Regions from separate parts of the Mus musculus genome. Here region 1 is linked to region 2. A link is a contact called in public HiChIP or PLAC-seq data. All regions are on one chromosome and are shown on one strand. Each heading gives the region's core, a stretch centred on a gene start, on an enhancer-like site or on the middle of the called end of the contact. The rest is flanking DNA. Distances are from core to core; before and after follow the strand shown.

Evidence for each region. HiChIP or PLAC-seq counts read pairs in DNA pulled down with a chosen protein or histone mark.
Region 1: a contact with region 2 is called in an H3K27ac HiChIP or PLAC-seq map of embryonic stem cells, with 5 read pairs. The contact joins two enhancer-like sites. A contact is called at or near these places in 1 of 15 datasets of contacts at CTCF or cohesin (the NIH/3T3 cell line), 2 of 484 Hi-C or Micro-C datasets (bone marrow-derived macrophages and embryonic stem cells), 9 of 115 datasets of contacts at active chromatin or transcription factors (bone marrow-derived macrophages, embryonic basal ganglia, embryonic forebrain and 3 more) and 1 of 9 other capture datasets (embryonic stem cells).

What each region holds. Positions count from the first base shown.
Region 1 is chr10:95,878,600-95,884,248 of GRCm38.p6, reverse strand. All of the region lies in intron 3 of Gm33377 (a long non-coding RNA gene), which reads right to left. Among named protein-coding and RNA genes, the nearest start is that of Gm24433, 17 kb to the left of the region's middle. Within about 2 kb of position 3,923, at least 88 of the 459 cell types and tissues checked have an H3K27ac peak or open chromatin away from gene starts, as enhancers often do. A contact at or near this core is called in embryonic stem cells, where this site is marked.
Region 2 is chr10:95,593,240-95,599,182 of GRCm38.p6, reverse strand. No RefSeq gene overlaps it. Among named protein-coding and RNA genes, the nearest start is that of Nudt4, 32 kb to the right of the region's middle. Within about 2 kb of position 3,667, at least 40 of the 459 cell types and tissues checked have an H3K27ac peak or open chromatin away from gene starts, as enhancers often do. A contact at or near this core is called in embryonic stem cells, where this site is marked.

The sequences.
Region 1 (5,649 bases), core at 2,674-5,173, 280 kb before region 2:
TAGATCCAAGAGGCTAACAACTGATAGCTGTTGAGTCAAAGAAGCTGAGGTTCCAGCAACCCTCTATGTGGTGATGAAAGCCTGGAGGATTCTGTCCATGTTGGAAGACTGGATGAGCTGGGCTTTGATGGAGTAGATAGAAGCCCCAGTGAGGAGAGAGGCCACCAAGCAAAAGCGATATCCTTTCCCCCTTCTCCTTTCTATCTGTCCTGCCACAGAAGGTGTTGCCCGCTGGGTGGGGGCGGGGTGGTGCATGCCTCCTCTCTCACTGTATCCTTCCAGGAAATAGCCTCACACCCACCCAGAATTGTGACTTTCAATTGATCCCAGATCCTACTGCGTTGACAACCAAGATAAACCATTACAATGGGTGCAATAGTGTTCTCAAAACCTTACTCTGCAAAGAACACATAAAGACAAAGAACAAGCCTTATTCTGCATGTTTAACTGTTGTCTCTCCTTAAACTCTTAACCACATATATGCAGATTGTGCTAATTCCCGCATATTCTGTCTTTGTGTGCCTTGCTTCCTTTATGTAGTAAAACCCTCTCCAGGTCCATCCAAGTTGTCACAAATGACAACTTGGAATTTCTTTCTGAGGTTTTGCCGCAGGACCTTTCAGAGGCTGTGCTTGTCAACCAGTTCTCTCCTCGCCCAGTTTCTTGTCTTTCTTCATCATTACATCTTCCTCAACCATTCTGAGTCTTGACTAAAACTATCACAGCTCAGCTGATATTTGATCAGCTGTTTGCTAAAGCCCCACATTTGATGTCTACTACTTTCCCTAGCAAGAAATTCACTGATTTTCCAGAATAAAATGTGTGTCTTGACATGGGTGGTTTTACTGATTACAAAATAGGTCCCAATTTTTTTTCTTTTATCCATATGCTTGTGTATGAGGTATTGATCCATTACCCAGAATGGCTTTACCTGGTTATGGAGAGTCCAATATCAGTCTTTAAGGGAAAAAAAGAGATTTAAAAAAACCCCACCAATTTATTCACCAAACTATTCAAAAGAAGATAAGTTTATGATCTAACACAACAAGAAATCTGTGCTGTGGTGGACTCAGGTGGGCATTTTTATTCCATAGCTCAATCTTATTATCAAAAACTTATCTCTTTTCCTAACTTTTGCTCTGCTGTCTTTACCACGGTAACCATGTCCTGGGGGGGGGGGGGGGGTCTAAGAATCATGCCCAAGTTAAAAGTGCTGCTTTTTCTAGTGAGTCTTTGTTTGTTTGTTTTAAGACTTGGTCTTCCTCCAGCCCTGGCTGTCCTGGAACACATTCTAAAGACCAAACTGCCCTCGAACTCACAGACATCCACCTGCCTCTGCCTCCTGAGTACTAGGATCAAAAGTGAGCACTACTACACATAGCTAAGTCTCTTAGGAGTGTAGAAACCTTTTCAGAAGCCAACACACACACACGCACACGCGCACACGCGCACATTTTATGTCAAAAAACCCCAAAACCAGGCTGGAGATACAGCACAGTAGTAGAAGAACATTTGCCCTGAGTTCCAGCTCTGGTGTCAGAAAAATAGCGTTCCAAACAAATCTACACTCTCCTACCCGCAAGCTTAGATCCGTATTTAATCGCTGAGACATATACGGGAAGGATGGGCAAACTCTTAACGTTGGGTCTTTCCCACATAGAGAAAGTGAGTGGGGGTTCTCAGACAGGCATTGCATGGGTTGCCTCATGGGGCGAGGGACACATCCCTCATTCAGACGGCTGAAATATCTTTGAAGACTGTTGCCGATTAAGATCCACTCAAACAGCGTACATTTTTATTTATTTTAAATAGCCCAAGAAGAGTTGTGTCTAAAATAAAGGTAAATGAAATCACCTCTAAAACGTCCACCCAGCTGCTCATTGCTTCTCCCCCACCCCCCACCCCCCTCCGCTGGGGAAATTGCTTGCAGTGGATATTGAGCTTTGAATGCAGAGGAGGCAAAAGCGCACAGTTGCTGATCTGTGAGCATGCCCCCAAACAGCACAGTTGTGGGAAAGCAAATCACAGGGATTCTAGCTACGGAGAGCCCAGAACTAGGACAGACATATTCTCAGCCTCTTACACCCTCAGCCCCTCCGTAAACAATCGAACGGAAGCTAACAATGGACATACCGCCTTGGGGTTAGGAAAGCAAAAGCAGTTTAGCTGACTGGTTCCCCGTCCCCTGCAGGAAATGTGCTCTTTTGTGTATTTTGGGGTTAAAGCAGAGGATTGTGTTAAATGGGGCAACAAATTAAATGTGCATGTCAGGGCTGCAAAGGAAGGAGTCTTGCAGGAAAGTGAACCTGACTCCCATGTCAACGAGCGCGGTAACATCACTGCAGTGTTGTCTGGGGAATGGTTGGAACGATATAGGACCCAGATGGTTCCACCCGAAGGAATCCTGAGCTCTCAGAACTCAGGAATGGAAGAGAGAGGAACTGAGAGAGACAGGGAACAGACTATCTTTGTGGCAGTCAAGGTATTTGCACCTGGAGGTCATAATCAGCCACTGTCCTCTGTTTTGTGGCAGGACCAAGAGGGAGAAGCAGTTGAGGGCAGGGGATGCTGCATGCAGGGGTGGGTGGGTGGGGGCGTGGGGTCTTGACCCTCACAACTGAGCAACTGGTTGAATTTGAGGATCAAGAAAGAAGAGCTGCCGAGGGCCATGGTGTCCAGCTCAAATCCCAGCATGGAGGAGGTGCGGAAGGAATCAGAAATTCAGGGTCATCCTCAACTATATAGGGAGGTCGAGGCTAGCCTGGACCTCATGATACTATTGCAAAAGACAGACAGAAAGAAAGGAAGGAAAAGGGAGGAGGAAAAAGGAAGGTATGAGAAAAAAATGTTACATTTTTGGTAATAACACGAAGCAAGGACTGTAAAAAAAAGGATACTACGCTGTGCATTCAATACTACTGCATTTCTTACTTTTCCTAGTATTTTCCTAGTACTTTGTTTGTTTTTTCGAGACAGGGTTTCTCTGTGTAGCCCTGGCTGTCCTGGAACTCATTCTGTAGACCAGGCTGGCCTCGAACTCAGAAATCCACCTGCCTCTGCCTCCCAAGTGCTCAGATTAAAGGCATGCGCCACCATGCCCAGCTTCCAGTATTTCTGTTATGTACAGCACTCAACATTTTATAACCATGGAAACAGAGGCTTTTATATAGTCTGTTTAGTAAAGGTTAGACGTGAGATCAAGTATATATATATATATATAGGATACACATATACGATATACATATACATCTAGATTTACATATACATATGACCGTCTTGATAGAGCCCAGGCTGGTCTCAAGCCCGTGATTTTTCAGACCTCTGTCTCCCCAGCCCAGGACTGCAGGTATGTGCTCTTTCTTGCCTTGCCTTTCTGGTGAAACGCTGGCAGATGTGTTTCCAAGCAGCAGTACTGAGTTTTGAGTATCAGTAGGACATTTGACTAAAGGTGCCTAGCAGGTCACAGGAAATGAAATCGAGGTTCAGGAAATGATGCAGGTTAGAGGGACAAGTCCAGAGTCATTAGTTAAAAACTGCGAGCTAAACTGTGAGACTACCCTTACTTTGTCTGGATTTGTCTAGTTCAGTTCTGTTGGGTGGATCTCTTTAGGCATGCCAAGTATCAGGAACTTAAAAAAAAAAAAAAAAAAAAAAAAGTAACTGGGTGCAGACGCACACTCCAGTAATCACAGCAGTCAGAGGGGTGGGGCAGGAGGATTACTTTCAGTTCAGTCCAGGGGAATTTGACCCTCTACACTGAGGAATCTTTATCCTTGCTTTGTATCCTCCTCGCCACTGTTAGCTGCTGATTTACCTCAGCCTTGAGTAAGTTGCGCTATCTTCTGATCTCAGTTAGTGGGTGTGTTATCCCCACTGCTCCACACCGCTGCACCACGCACTGTATCGGTTTCTTTCTGTTCCTGAGCTTAGAGGAGGGAAGGTTTTGCTTAAGTGGGTACAAGCCGCCTTGGTGGGGCTGGCACCGGAGTAGGAACCGCAGGAACCAGAAATCAGAAAGCCGCCTTGGTGGGGCTGGCACCGGAGTAGGAACCGCAGGAACCAGAAATCAGAAAGCCAGAGAGATCACATTTCAGGAAACAGAAAGAACAGGAAGTGGCGTCAGGTTAGAAAACCTCAAAGCTTGCCCCCAGTGATCTACTTCCTCTAGCAACACTCTACCTCCTTAAGGTTCCTCCCAAGCAATAACTACAGGGAATCAAATGTCCAAGTACATCGACTGTCTTAGTTACTTTTCTGTTGCTATGACAAAACACCAAGGCCAAGGCTAGCTAATTTATTTATTTATCTTGGCAATTTATTTTTTAAAAAAATTAAAAAAAGAGTTTAATTAGAGGGTTAGAGTTATGATGGACAAGCAAAGGCACGGCAGCAAGTGGCTGGAGCGGCAGCTGAAGCTCACGTCTCTCAATCCACAAGTAGGAGGCAGAGAATGCATTGGGAATGTCAGTAGGTGTTTGAAACCCCAAGCCCAACCACAGTGACACACTTCTTTCAATAAGGCTACATCTACCCATCCTTCCTAAACAGTTCCACCAACTGGGGACTAAACATTCAAATATATGAGTCTCTGTGGGCCATTCTCATTCAAACCACTACGTTTCTGACACATGAAAACTAGGCGCATATTCAAACCACTGCTGTTGTGATTTGTGTTTTTAGAGTTCAGAGAATAAGAGATCAGACCGAAGCTATTGATTATTGTTCTTTTCTTTCAGGGATACGGTCTGACTATGTAGTACTGGCTAGTCTGGAACCAACTCTCACTGGGTAACCCAGGCTAGCCTTGAACCCACACCCATCCTCCTGTCTCGGTTTCTGGAGCTATAGGCGTGTTGCCTGCATGTCTGCTTCATGTATACACGGAGGACACCTATGGAATGAGTTGTTTTCAGAGAGATGACTTTGAATTCCAGTTTATTCAGCATCCTTAACAACAAACAAGTGCATTGTAATAGACTTAATGATTCAGAGGAAAAGGATTTTGTGTGTCTATGAGAAGTTACAGGGGAAAGCAAACAACTGTCAGATAAAGGTCATATTCCTCTCCAAACTGTATTTTTCTTCTTCTTCATTCTGTTCATTTGTTTTTGAGACAGGGTCCCGTGCAGCTCAGGCTGGCCCCATGTGTATTCTGGAGAAGATTTGGCAGATGCTGGGATTGCAGACATGAGCTAGCACACGGTACTTCACAGTGTCTCCGGTCATTAAGCTTTGTTCTCTTTGGTAATGCATATATGCTGGAGGGATAGGAGGCACGGCAGATTTTATTTCTAAAATTCTGTGTCTTGCTTTTGGACAGAGGGAGGTGAGACAGCATCTTTCTGTCTGGCATCTTTCTTTAGCATCTTCAGTGCAACAATCCTTCATATTTTAGGAAGGAACATTCTGGTCGTCCACAGAGCCCTTCAGAGCAGAGTCAGTTCTAGGCTGGATCCTTTTGCTCAGCATTTTCCCGCCCTCCTGAGGCTCTACTGGTCTATGGCAAACATCTGTTTCCCTGAACTGAGGTAGGACATTCTGTTTGTAGAATGCATATAGTGTTTGTTTGTTTGTTTGTTTGCTTGCTTGCTTTTTGTACACTGCACTTGGCTGTATTGAGAAAGGACTGAGAGATCTCTGTGCTGCCAA
Region 2 (5,943 bases), core at 2,418-4,917:
CCTTTAATGCCAGCACCCAGGAGGCAGAGGCAGGCAGAACTCTGTGAGTTCAAGGCCATCCTGGCCTACTGAGCGAGTTCCAGGACAGCCAGGGCTACAGAAAAACTATGTCTAGAAAATAAAAAAACAAAAAAGAGAGGAAAAAGAAAGAGAGAGGGGGGGAGGGAGAGAGAGAGAGAAGAGAAGAGAAGAGAAGAGAAGAGAAGAGAAGAGAAGAGAAGAGAGAGAAGTAGTGAGAAGAAGGAAGGAAGGAAGGGAGGGAGGGAGGGAGGGAGGGAGGAAGGAAGGAAGGAAGGGAGGAAGGGAGGAAGGGAAGGAAGGAAGCTACTTGTCAGAAACATGAAGCAAGCTGTGATTGCCAGAATGAGGGTAAGTTCCCTGTTGCATGGCCTGTGACCAGAGTATCAGATGTAAAGTTAACTAACCTAGAAGCTAACTCATCACTAACTTAGTGATTGCTACATGCCGAGCAGAGGGATGGAATGGCTCGGATACGGCTGGAGTGTGTGCGCCCATGCATTTCATCTTCAGGAATCCTATGGAGACATTGGACATTACCAGAAGGGTTGAGCACTCACGGCAAGAGACAGGGACCACGGTGAGATGACTCTGTAGGAGGGGATAGAAGAAAGGGCGAATCTTTGAGATAGACCTGAAAATGCCTGAAAAACGTGGGGCCTGGTGGGGTAGGTTGAGGTGGGACAAGAGTGATCAGCAGCTAGCTCGGGCAAACTCAGTCCAACCACACAGACCTTGACTAAGCGTTTTTCTTGGTGGAAGGGAAGGATAAAAGTTGAAAAGATAAGGCAGTGCCCTAGGGCCAAGGACCTGGATCAGTCTGGGGAGTGCATGCTGGGTAAGGGTGAGGACTTGAGTCCTCAGCATCCATATAAAAAGAAAGGTGTGCCGGTGTGTACTCATAATCCCGACACCTGGGAGGGGAAAGGGCAATCCCCAGGGCTCGCTGCCAGCCAGTCTATAGCCATCTGCATATGCGCGTGCGTGCGTGCTGCTGCGTACACAGGGCCTAACCTCAGTGAGTTTACATCTAGTAAAGTACTTCAACAAAAGAAGAGGAAACGCAAGGCCCTGGACTCTAAACACACTCCGAGCTCCAAGTCTTCCTACATAGCACGCTTTCTTTGGACCTTAACAGCAGTGAAGGCCCACAGGAGCCCATGACTAGAAGCTGCTGACCTGGGCAAGGGGACTGGATCAGACCTAGGACCTGGGCTGCGCTCGCCATTGGTCAGAGGCACTTCATTTGGCAGCAGGCAGCAGTCAATGCTGAAATGACTTAGCCCGTGTGAGCGGAGGATACACTGAGTGCTCGGCCCGGAATAGGACATCTTTCTTAACACATCACCCCACTCCACCCCCAACACTACCACCAAGTTTCAGAGGAGGGGGCAGAAAGAATGAGAGAGCAGACGATAAAGGGAGTGTTCTGAAATCCTGTCTTCTGGACTTGACATGACTACAGGGCTCTCAAACCCACAGAGGCCAGCGTGAGGTCAGCCCTGCCAAAATGGCAGCATAGACTGGGGAGTCTCCAGACGCTGCCCCTTACTGAGGAGCTGTGGGCAGTTGTTCACTGATGAGGAGAGAGGCTGATTGATTGATTGATTGATTGATTTGTATGTGTGGCCACTGGCAAGTTGCTCATGCTCCTGTGAATGGCCCCGTAACCATACCCACGTGGGCAGCACTGAGTTCGTGTGTGTGTGTGTGTGTGTGTGTGTGTGTGTGTGTGTGTGTGTGAGGTGTGACATCTATCCTATATATATGTCAGAAAGTTGGAAGGGACTCTGTTGGAGTGAAATGTGAAGGAAGTTGGGGTGGAGAAATGGGGGGGGCAGGTTGATATGATCATGTCTCATTGTATATGTGTATGAATTTCTCAAGAATAAAGAAAAATTAAAACAAAGAAGAAGAACAGTGATTAGTGTTGGCCTGGGAAGACTGTCATGAAGAATGAAATGTTCGTGTATTACGATGTCTAACCCAGCCAAGTGTGCACACTGGTAAACCTAGCTCTTGGGACGCTGACGAAGAGCCTGCAAACCTGAGGCTAACCTGGGCTATCTATACACTGAATACCAGGCCAGCCTAGGCTATTTATACCCTGAATACCAGGCCAGCCTAGGCTATCTATACACTGAATACCACCAGGCCAGCCTAGACTATCTATACATTGAATAGCAGACCAGCCTGGGCTATCTATATATTGATACTGGGCCAACCAAAGCTACACAATAAGATTGATTTTTTTCCCCAAAGGAAACATCAAACATAAAATGTGTAGCCCTATAATAAAGTAAAATTTTCATTTTCCTTTATTCTCCCCACACATACCCCATCATCCTTCACCCAGCCCCCTTCCTTTTTTCTTTCTTTTCAGTATTTTTATTTATTTTTTTCTTTGTCAATTTTACACATGCACAATAGATCTTGATCAAATTCCTGCCTTTCCCACTGCATGTCTTCATATATACACATATACACAGTGTATGTGTGTGTGTGTGTGTGTGTGTGTGTGTGTGTGTGTGTGTGTAACACCTACTGAGTCCAAGTCCAACTCAGTTTGCTTGACTTGGGGTGGAGGCTGGAATGTAGGCCAGGCTGGCCTCAAGCTGAAGCTGACCCTGAACTCCTGTTGTCTCCCTTTACTTCCTGAGTGTTGGCTACAGACAAGCACTATCACTCCCAGCTCCTGCGGTGTTTTGTTTTGTTTTGTTTACTCAATAGCCAGCAGAACAGAGCCTGCCCTTCCCCCAACACCTGTGGAAAACAGGCCACCGCTCGCAGGGCTCTATCCAAAACAGGCTGAGAAAATAGCACAACCTGCCTGCCTCTGCAGAATCCACCTACTTTCTCAATAAATATTTACTCAGCCCCTACTGTGTGCTCTGGAACATTATCTTCTCTGTGGATCCTAGGGCCTCCTTTATCTCTCTAGTCCCCTCCTTACCAACCCAACAGGAGTCCCGCTTACAATCTATTCACTGTCCTTCAGCCAGGGTCCCAACCCTGTCCTCCAGAAGGGACTATTGTCCTCCCGGCTCTGGCTTTCCCTCTTTCTTTGAAGCTTAATTTCAATGTCCTTAATCTGTTCATTGTTCCAGCTCCTCTCCTGCTGTCTCTCTTTGCTAATGTCTGACCTCAGCTAACTGGCACAACAGCCTCTGAATAGAGCAAACGGGATTGAAGGAATGTAACCTATTTGCCTGAGATGATCTAACCAGCGAGTGCTCAGAGTGAGCCAGTTCTATACCGTAGTCATTGTACTAATAACAGGAAGCCCTTGAAATTGAGGTGACAGGAAAGCTGCGGTATTAGTAATGATTGGGGGCTAAAAACTGACTATGAGGGCCTGGGGATAGAGCCTAGTTCTTCCCTAGCATGTGCAAGGAAGGCCCTTGGTTCAACCTTCAATCACATGCGCGCGCGCGCGCACACACACACACACACACACACACACACACACACACACACACAAGGAATAGATGCGGTAGGGTAGGAAGTCATTGGAATAGGAAAACATTTGGATTTGTAATCAACCAGAAGACACACCTGTGTCTCTGAGGAGAGGCTTACCTGTGTTTCCAGAGAGGCTTAACTAAGGGAGGGAGAACCACCCTGAATATGCGTGGCACTACCCTTTGGACTTGAGTCTCGGGCTGATAAAAGGAGACCGGTCCAGGAGCCGCATCCCAGTCCTAATACCATGCCTTCTCACTGTGACAGGATGCACCCTCAGATTGCAAAACAGATAAAACCTTAAGTCGCTTTTGCTGAGTTTTTTAATCACATCAATGAGAAAAGTACAGACTCCAAGGCCAGATACTGGAAAAAAATCATAAAAGAGGGCTGGAGAGATGGTTTGCTCAGGGTTAAGAGCACTGGCTGCTCTTCCAAAGGTCAGGGGTTCAATTCCCAGTACCTACATGGTGGTTCACAACTGTCTATAATTGCAGTTTCAGGGGATCTGACACCTTGGAGGCAGAACTCCAATGCACATTAAAAATAAACAAACAAACAAGCCTAAAGAAGAAAAAGCATGAACGAACGCATGGCCCATCGGGAAGATGAATCTGGAGCTAAAAATCTTTACAGAATGAGGGATTGTTGTGAGAGAAAGCTACTACTTACTACTGGGAGCTAGTTGACCTTGGGCGGGGGGGGGGGGGGGGCAAAACATAGTAGGGGAAATATTCTGGAAGCCATAATGAAGATACCCACTTATTTACAAACCCATCATTTAAGGAGTGTAGAAGAAGAAATGCACCCCTCCACCCCCCAGCTCGCACACACCACTAAGTGTTCCCCGAGATAGCCAGGTCTCCATTGTGGAAAGATCAGCACAAGAGTGTCTGGGAATGTCCGTTGCTGTGAGGAAGCTGCTGAGGCCCCTCCACGCAGTGACCGGAAGCACACTGCTGCTCTCGGAAAGGACCCGAGTTTGGTTCCCTAGCATCCACATCAAGCAATTCCAAACGTCTTAGAACTCTAGCTGCATGGAGATCTGATGCTGAGCGACATCTCGGCTAGGCTCAGCCCCACAGTTACCTGGCAACAGCCAGGTGTGCGGGACTCACTATAAAAGGGGCTGCTTGCCCTATCCTCACTCTCTTGCTCTCTTCTCTTCTCCTCTTGCTCCCTTACCCCATCCTCCCCCACGTGCTCCTGGCGGGCCTCTCCTCCTCCTCCTCCTCCTCCTCCTCCTCCTCCTCTTCCTCCTCCTCCTCCTCCTCCTTTCTCTCTCTCTCTCTCTGCCTTTGTCTCTACTACCCCCTCAACTTCCCTTCCCATGCCCTAAATAAACTCTATTCTATACTATACCATCGTGTAGTTGGTCCCTCAGGGGGAAGGGATGCCTCAGCATGGGCCCGCAGAGGCACCCCTTTCCCCCATACTATACTGCACCTCCACCAAACATATTCCTTCCTTCTTATCTTTTTATAAAACAGAACACACATACCCACACCCAGACATACATGTCGTTAAAAATAAAGTCTTGGGAGCTGGAGAGATGGCTCAGCAGTTAAAAGCACTGACTACTCTTTCAGAGGTCCTGAGTTCGATTCCCAGTATATGGTGGCTCATAACCATCTGTAATGGGATCTGATGCCCTCTTTTAGTGTGTCTGAAGACAGTTATGGAGTATTCTTACAAACAAAACAAATACATCATTTTTGAAAAATGTCTTTAAAAAGAAAGAAAGCTATTGGGATAACGAGATAAGGAGATGTATAAGGCCATGTGAGGATCAGACTCCAGTGTTCGGCAGTGACCTTGGTTGGGATGAACAGAAAGAAAGGACATGATGGGATTGGTCCCCAGATCCAGGGCAGAGGGCAGCGCTATACAACTGTGGAATGTGAGAAGTGGGATGCTTCAAGGCAGCTGTGAACTCATAACCTACAGGAAGACAAGGCATAGCACTCCAGAAAAACACACACTTCGAATCATAGCACAGAAGTCTGCAGGGAGAGGGGTCTTCCAAATCAGATAAGGAGAATCATAAAATGATTTTTTTGAAGAGATGTAATAGAAATCCATAAAACTATCACCCACACCAGAAGATCATGGAGAATCCAGGTGTGGTGGTATGGAGTGGAGACAGAAGGGTCCTGAGTTTTAGGTCAGCCTGGAATTTAATGGCATGTGTTACTTTTCTTTTGCTGTGATGGAATATCATCACCAAAAGCAACTTACAGAAGGAAGATTCTATCTGCCTTTCAGAACAGAGAGATGGCGCCTGTCATGGCAGACAGATAGAGCGAACAGCACGCATGGCAGCAGAAGCAGGGGGCTGGGAGCTCACCTTCTTAAACTACAGGCATCAAGCAGAGAGAGCAAACTAGAAGCAGAGGCTTTAAACTGAGGGCCACCTCCAGTGATGGACCTCCTGCAGCAAAGCCGAACCTCCTAAGGCACCCC